Linked DNA regions of Mus musculus: region 2 is linked to region 1. Evidence: chromatin contacts called from public promoter capture Hi-C data. All regions are on one chromosome and are shown on one strand. Each heading gives the region's core, a stretch centred on a gene start, on an enhancer-like site or on the middle of the called end of the contact. The rest is flanking DNA. Distances are from core to core; before and after follow the strand shown.

Region 1 (2,700 bases), core at 172-2,671:
ATCCTGTCATTATTTACAGTTTTTCAGGAACAGGGAAATGACCACAGGGATAGCTAGCTTATCATTACTACTACTCAAGTGGCCATAGATGAACAGACCTTAGAGCGCTTTGAAGGCTAGAAATGTGGCTCAGAGGTAGAGGGGCTTGCCTACCATACTCTGAATTCTTCTATGTACAATTTCTCAATAGAGAAAGACCTTATGGTGCTTTGTTTCAAATTCCCTCTGTGAGACAGGTCTGCACTCAATGATAATATATTCAAATAAGGATTCAAGTGGGTGGAAACTCAAGAGACACAACACCCAGCTGTTGTGCAACCCACAAAGGTTAAAACCTTTCTAAATTTGATACATCTTATGATGCAGTTTACAAAGAAACAAACAAAAAAGCAAGAAGGAGCAGAGCAAAACAAAGCATGCCAACCTTCTTAAGACCAGAAATACACAAGCCCACTTGGAAAGAGAAACAATTCTCACACCCGCATGCCCAACTTCCCCACCTGGATACCTCCGCTGGCTCTTTTCCCGAGCTCCCTCCAGGCGAGCTAAGGAAAGGCTTCATGGCTTGACCTTCTGCGTCTGGTGCGCGATCATCTAGGATGTCCTCCCCCTCCCAGTGAACTGCAGGACACACGACCGCGTCCAAAAAAACAAACGAAATCTCCCTCTTGCAACGTTACGTGTGTAAAAACTCGAGTGCCTTCCCTAGATGACCACTAGGTTATTAACTCCAAATAGGACCCGGGCCATCCCCCCCAGACCGAGCCGTTTGGGAAGCCGACAGGAAGAGAGTCCTAGGTGGCTCCAAAGTAAGATTCGGTCCACCTTCTATTCTAGGAACACCCTCCATCCCTAGGGGCCAATGCGCGCCAGGCTTGTCACGCTGCACGTCGCCGAGGGGCAGGTTCTGGAGGGACCACCTGGTACTCCATCCCTTCCCCGACTGTGGTGAGGGGGCGCCCGGGGGAGCGCGGGGGTCGGCGCCAAGCGCGGCGGCGCTGGGCCGTGGCCAGGGATGAGCTCAGCCCCGCCGGGTGTTGCCCGCAGGTTGCATCAGACGCCGCTCCGGGCCCCCGCCCGCGCCGCCAAGCCGCCAGGAGCCTTCCGGGCCAACCTGCCGAATCGGGCAGGGCCGGGTCTCCTCCGGCCGGGTCGGCGCCTACGCGAGCGGCGGGCTCGGCCGCGGCCTCCTCCCCCAACCCCTCCGAGCTACAACCCGCGGCCTCCTTACCTGCGCCTCCGGCCGGCCCGCCCGCCCCCAGACGGCCTCCACTCCGAGCGGCCCCGCGCGGCGCGGCCCGACCCGACCCGACCCAGGCCTCGCAGCCCGCGAGTCGGCGAGGAGGAGCGACGGTTACGAAACCGGCAACCTCCGCCCGTTCCGCCACCGCGGCCACCGGTTTTCCCCGCCTCTTCGGGTCCGCGCGCTGCCGCCGCCGCCGTGACCAATAGAAGCGCTGCTTGGAGAACGACGCGCTCGCCTCTAGAGATGGGCAGCTCCACCAGCCAATCACAGGCCGTGTGCCGGCGAGAGGCGGGCGCGCGGCGGAACGGGCGTGGTGGGCGTGGCAGCACCGGCGCTGGCTGGAGGCGCGCTCGGTGGTTTCCCCCTTAGGCTGTCGGTGGTGGCAGGCGGTGGCCCTGAGCCTTGGGAGTGACCCATGGCAAGCAAAGTTCTATCAGAGTTACGAGGGCCTCACCTGCCTTAGGGAAAAGACATTTCCTCAGGTGGATTTTTGAGTTAGGGTGGGTTTTTTGTTTGTTTAGGCCTCACGGCCCTGAGGCATCTGCACATTTATTTTGATAAAAGCACGTTAAGGAAAAACTGTCCAGTGCTAGGGTTAGCACTTGTCAGACGCTTGACAACAGCAGACTGTGGCTGCCGAACAAATCACGATTTCCAAAGTGTGCTCACCTCCGGAGAGCAGATGATGGATATGAGGTGCTCTCTTAAAAGTGACAAGTGGTCCAGCCTGGGTCTCCCGGGAACAGTTCACAAGAGAATCAAAAAGCGGGTTTTTTTGTTGTTTTGTTTTGTTTTGTGTTGCTTTTTGTTTTTGTGTTTTGAAAAACAGGAAGCAGCGCTGGGTGGAAGGCAGAGCCTGCCCGAAAGGTTTGATTGCTTCCTCTTTAGCAATGCTTATCATTCAAAACTCTCTGGCTTTCAGAAGGGAAATGTTTCTTCATCGCCAAGGCCAGGAGAGCAGCTCTCCACATAAGACTTCGAGGAATCCCTGAGAGATGAAAATACCTGAAAAAAAAAAAGTCAACCACAGAGAATGACCCCTGATAACCCCATGCACACTTGGGGAGCTAATGTCTCAAAACCAGTCAGTATGTTTCTTTAGGTTTGGATCGCTGTGTTAAGAGCCATTTTTTTCCCAAGACTTAGCACTATGAAAGGTGAACCGTGCTTTGTTTCTCACAAAGACCACGATTTTACCCCTAATGTTTTCTAGTCATATAAAAACTATCGAAAATAAAAACATCCTTGCATGTCATATGTATATTGAGTTAGCCTCTTTTTTGCCAGCCGCTCTGCCAGCTGCATTCTGTGTTGTGTCTAGGCAAGCCTTCCACAGCCAGCAGTCAATGCCCAGGAGTCTTGAGATTTCCTCTTTAGCTGATATCCTGTAATTCTTTTCCTGATTACAAGAACGGTATGTGCTAAAGTGTGGACTAAGAGTCAGCAATGGAAGA
Region 2 (2,700 bases), core at 198-2,697, 3.1 Mb after region 1:
AGAAAGGACCAAATTATACACTCACTCTGGTTCCTCCAGGTATCAGTACCTGTAACCTTAAAGGTGCCATTCAGGAAACACAAACCCCTCCCACAACCCCAGGCCCAACTGAGACCAGGCCACATTGACAAGCTTCAGAGGTTCAGCCATGTGGCCTGCAGCTCTGTTTTGGGAAAGTTGGAAGAAAGAAAACCTGGAACCCAGGAGGCAGAATACCCTGTAGGCAGCAGACCTACCTGACTGCTATCCTCGCTTTTCACAGTCTTGTCAATCTTGGCAATTTCTTCATCTGGGTCTTGCAAAAACTAAAAAAAAAAAAAAAAAAAAAAAAATCCCGGTCCACCATGGGTCCACATGGTGCGACCCAAAGACAAAAAACACAAGAGAAAAAGGGGGAAATGTTTGTTAGGTCATGAACGACATTCAACTAAAGGAAACCTCTCTCTCAACTAATTCTTTTCACTAGTAGGTAAGAAGAACCAAATTTGGTACCCAGGTAAGATGGAAGGGGGGGTGGGCTGTCCCCTTCCCAACCTGTATCCTTTGTACTCACCACGGCCACATTTGCCTTCCTTTTTCTGGAGCGGACTGAAAGGTCGGAGCCACCTTCTTCTTTCATGTTGCTGTGGTCCGTCGAGTCTCTGCAAGGGCATGGTGTCATGGGGTGCTGCTCCCCAAAAACTCAGGCCGCCCCTCCCCCACCGCTACTCACCCTTACCCTCCCGCAGCAGGGAGGCCACTCACCTCTCCCTTGGCATGGCTCAGGACTTGGGCTTGGAACTCAGACCTGGGAGGACAACAAGCAAGCATCGTGGTGAGCACGGCCCGCAGAGGGGACCTGAGTCTTCCAGTTCGTCCCGGGCACCCCTCCCCCCTCCCGCGCGGGCGGCGGCGGCGGGAGCCTCCTGGGCCCGGAGGCCGGCCGGGAAAATGGCCGATGGGCCCGGGTGGCTTGTCACCCGCAGGCGCCGCCAGCAGCCTGCGACCCTGGGTCCGAACCTGAGGTTGGGGATGGAGGCCCAGCCGCCCTTCAAGAGGACCCCCCGCTCCATCACCGTCCTCGGGGCCGGGGCTGCCTCAGTGTCCCTTTCTACACCTACCCCTGACCCGTCTCTCACAGCCACCCCGGCCGGGGCACCCCGAGCTGATACCTCAGGGGACCGGGTGACCCGGCCTCGCCCCACCCCCACCCGGGCCCGGTCCGGTCTGGTCGGACCCGGTCCGGACGCCTGGGAGTCGTGGGAGTCCCGGGAGTCCCGGGAGTCCAGGCAGCCCGTACCCGAAGCTGTGTCCGCCGCAGGCAGGCGCGCTCGAGCGGGCAGGAGGCCGACGGCGAGCGGGAAGCAGGAGGCGGGAGGCGGCGGCCGAGCGCGCGGCGCTGGCGGGATCCGCGCCTGCCCCCTACACCGCGCTGGCTGTCGAGCCGGCTGCTCCTGCGCCCGGCTTCGAGCGGGACATTTAAAAATCCCAGCGCGCGGCACCGGCCCCGTCCCGCCCTCGCGCCCCGCCCCGAGGGCTGCGAGCCCCTCAGCGGCCGCCGCAGGCCCGGGGCCCGCCCCGTCGCCGCGCGGACCAGCGAGGAGCTCTGGTGGGGGCGTGGCCTCCCGGGGGGCGTGTTCTTTTACGGGCGTGGCATGCACTAAAGGGGTGGGGCTAGATGTCAGGGCCTGCGCGCCGGGGGCGGGGTGCGGACGTGGTAGGCGGGGCCTGCGCGGGGCGGGACGCGGGAGAGTCGTCTGGCGCGCGCGGCTGCGGGGCGGGCTCGCTGACGCGGGAGAATCTTGGCGCGAGCGCCTGAAGGATTCTGAGCGTGCGGGGCCGGGAGGAGCGGCATGGGCCGCCCAAGTGGAATGTCAGCAGGGCAGATCGCAATGATCGGCGGCCGGGCTTGACTGGAGTGAGGCACGGGAGGGCCCGGAGTTAAGAACCCGTCATCCGCCGGTCTCCCGCGCGCGCGCACTGTCCCTCCTGACTCGTCCTCCCCGCCCCTGAGACGCAGAGTTCCGGGCCGAGTCCGGCGCGTGGGTGTCCCCAAGGTCACAACAGCTTGTGGCTCCTGGGACCGGAACCAGCATTCAGGCTGCTGCTGTTAGGTCTCCTGTGGACCAGCAGCAGGTCCTTTAACCTGTCAGTGTTTCTGGTCCATTCATCCACCCATTCATTCATTCATTAGGCTACCCAAGCACATTTCTGTGCCTCTAGCACACATGGGCCCAACCCGTTTGCAGAAAGCCTCTCTGACCCTTAGGTCCCCATGAGGTGAGGCAGTCTCCAGCCTATAATTTTACTCCAAGTGTTTTCATCAACCTCAGAGTATGCACATGCCTCACAAACGTGAAGTGACCCTCACCCACCCCAGACCTGACCTTCAGCCCTCCGCCCGAGCTGCTGGATCCAGCATCCGGTGCCCTTTCGCACCCCAGAGCCTCAGAGCTTGCTTTACTCTCTTCTGACCCATTCCAGCTGTTTGTGCTTCCGGAAAACTTGAAGGTCTTTGGTAACCACTTCCTCTCCGGCGTACCTTTCCCCAGGACGTCCCCTCCAGTGTTAAACTATGGCAAAGCACTTGTTTCTTCCAATCTCTTGTTCACTCTGTTTTCTTATCCCGTTGCCCCTTCTGTATCTTGGACCAAAAGGGTCACTTCCCTTATGTTAGTAAATGATATAGAAAGAAAGAAAGAAAGAAAGAAAGAAAGAAAG

Evidence for each region. Promoter capture Hi-C pulls out the DNA fragments that hold promoters and counts their contacts.
Region 2: a contact with region 1 is called in a promoter capture Hi-C map of pre-B cells. The contact joins the promoter of Ccne1 here to the promoter of Cebpg in region 1. A contact is called at or near these places in 2 of 39 promoter capture datasets (cranial neural crest and pre-B cells).

What each region holds. Positions count from the first base shown.
Region 1 is chr7:35,055,145-35,057,844 of GRCm38.p6, forward strand. Cebpg (CCAAT/enhancer binding protein (C/EBP), gamma) reads right to left here and starts at 1,422. Exons shown (of 2, transcript NM_009884.3): 1 at 1,232-1,422. It overlaps Gm45095 (serine/arginine repetitive matrix protein 1-like), which reads left to right and starts at 339. Exons shown (of 2, transcript XM_030243153.1): 1 at 339-948; 2 at 1,048-2,501. The coding sequence starts at 863. The coding sequence ends at 1,615.
Region 2 is chr7:38,106,043-38,108,742 of GRCm38.p6, forward strand. Ccne1 (cyclin E1) reads right to left here and starts at 1,448. Exons shown (of 12, transcript NM_007633.2): 1 at 1,280-1,448; 2 at 745-787; 3 at 554-641; 4 at 237-305. The coding sequence starts at 758.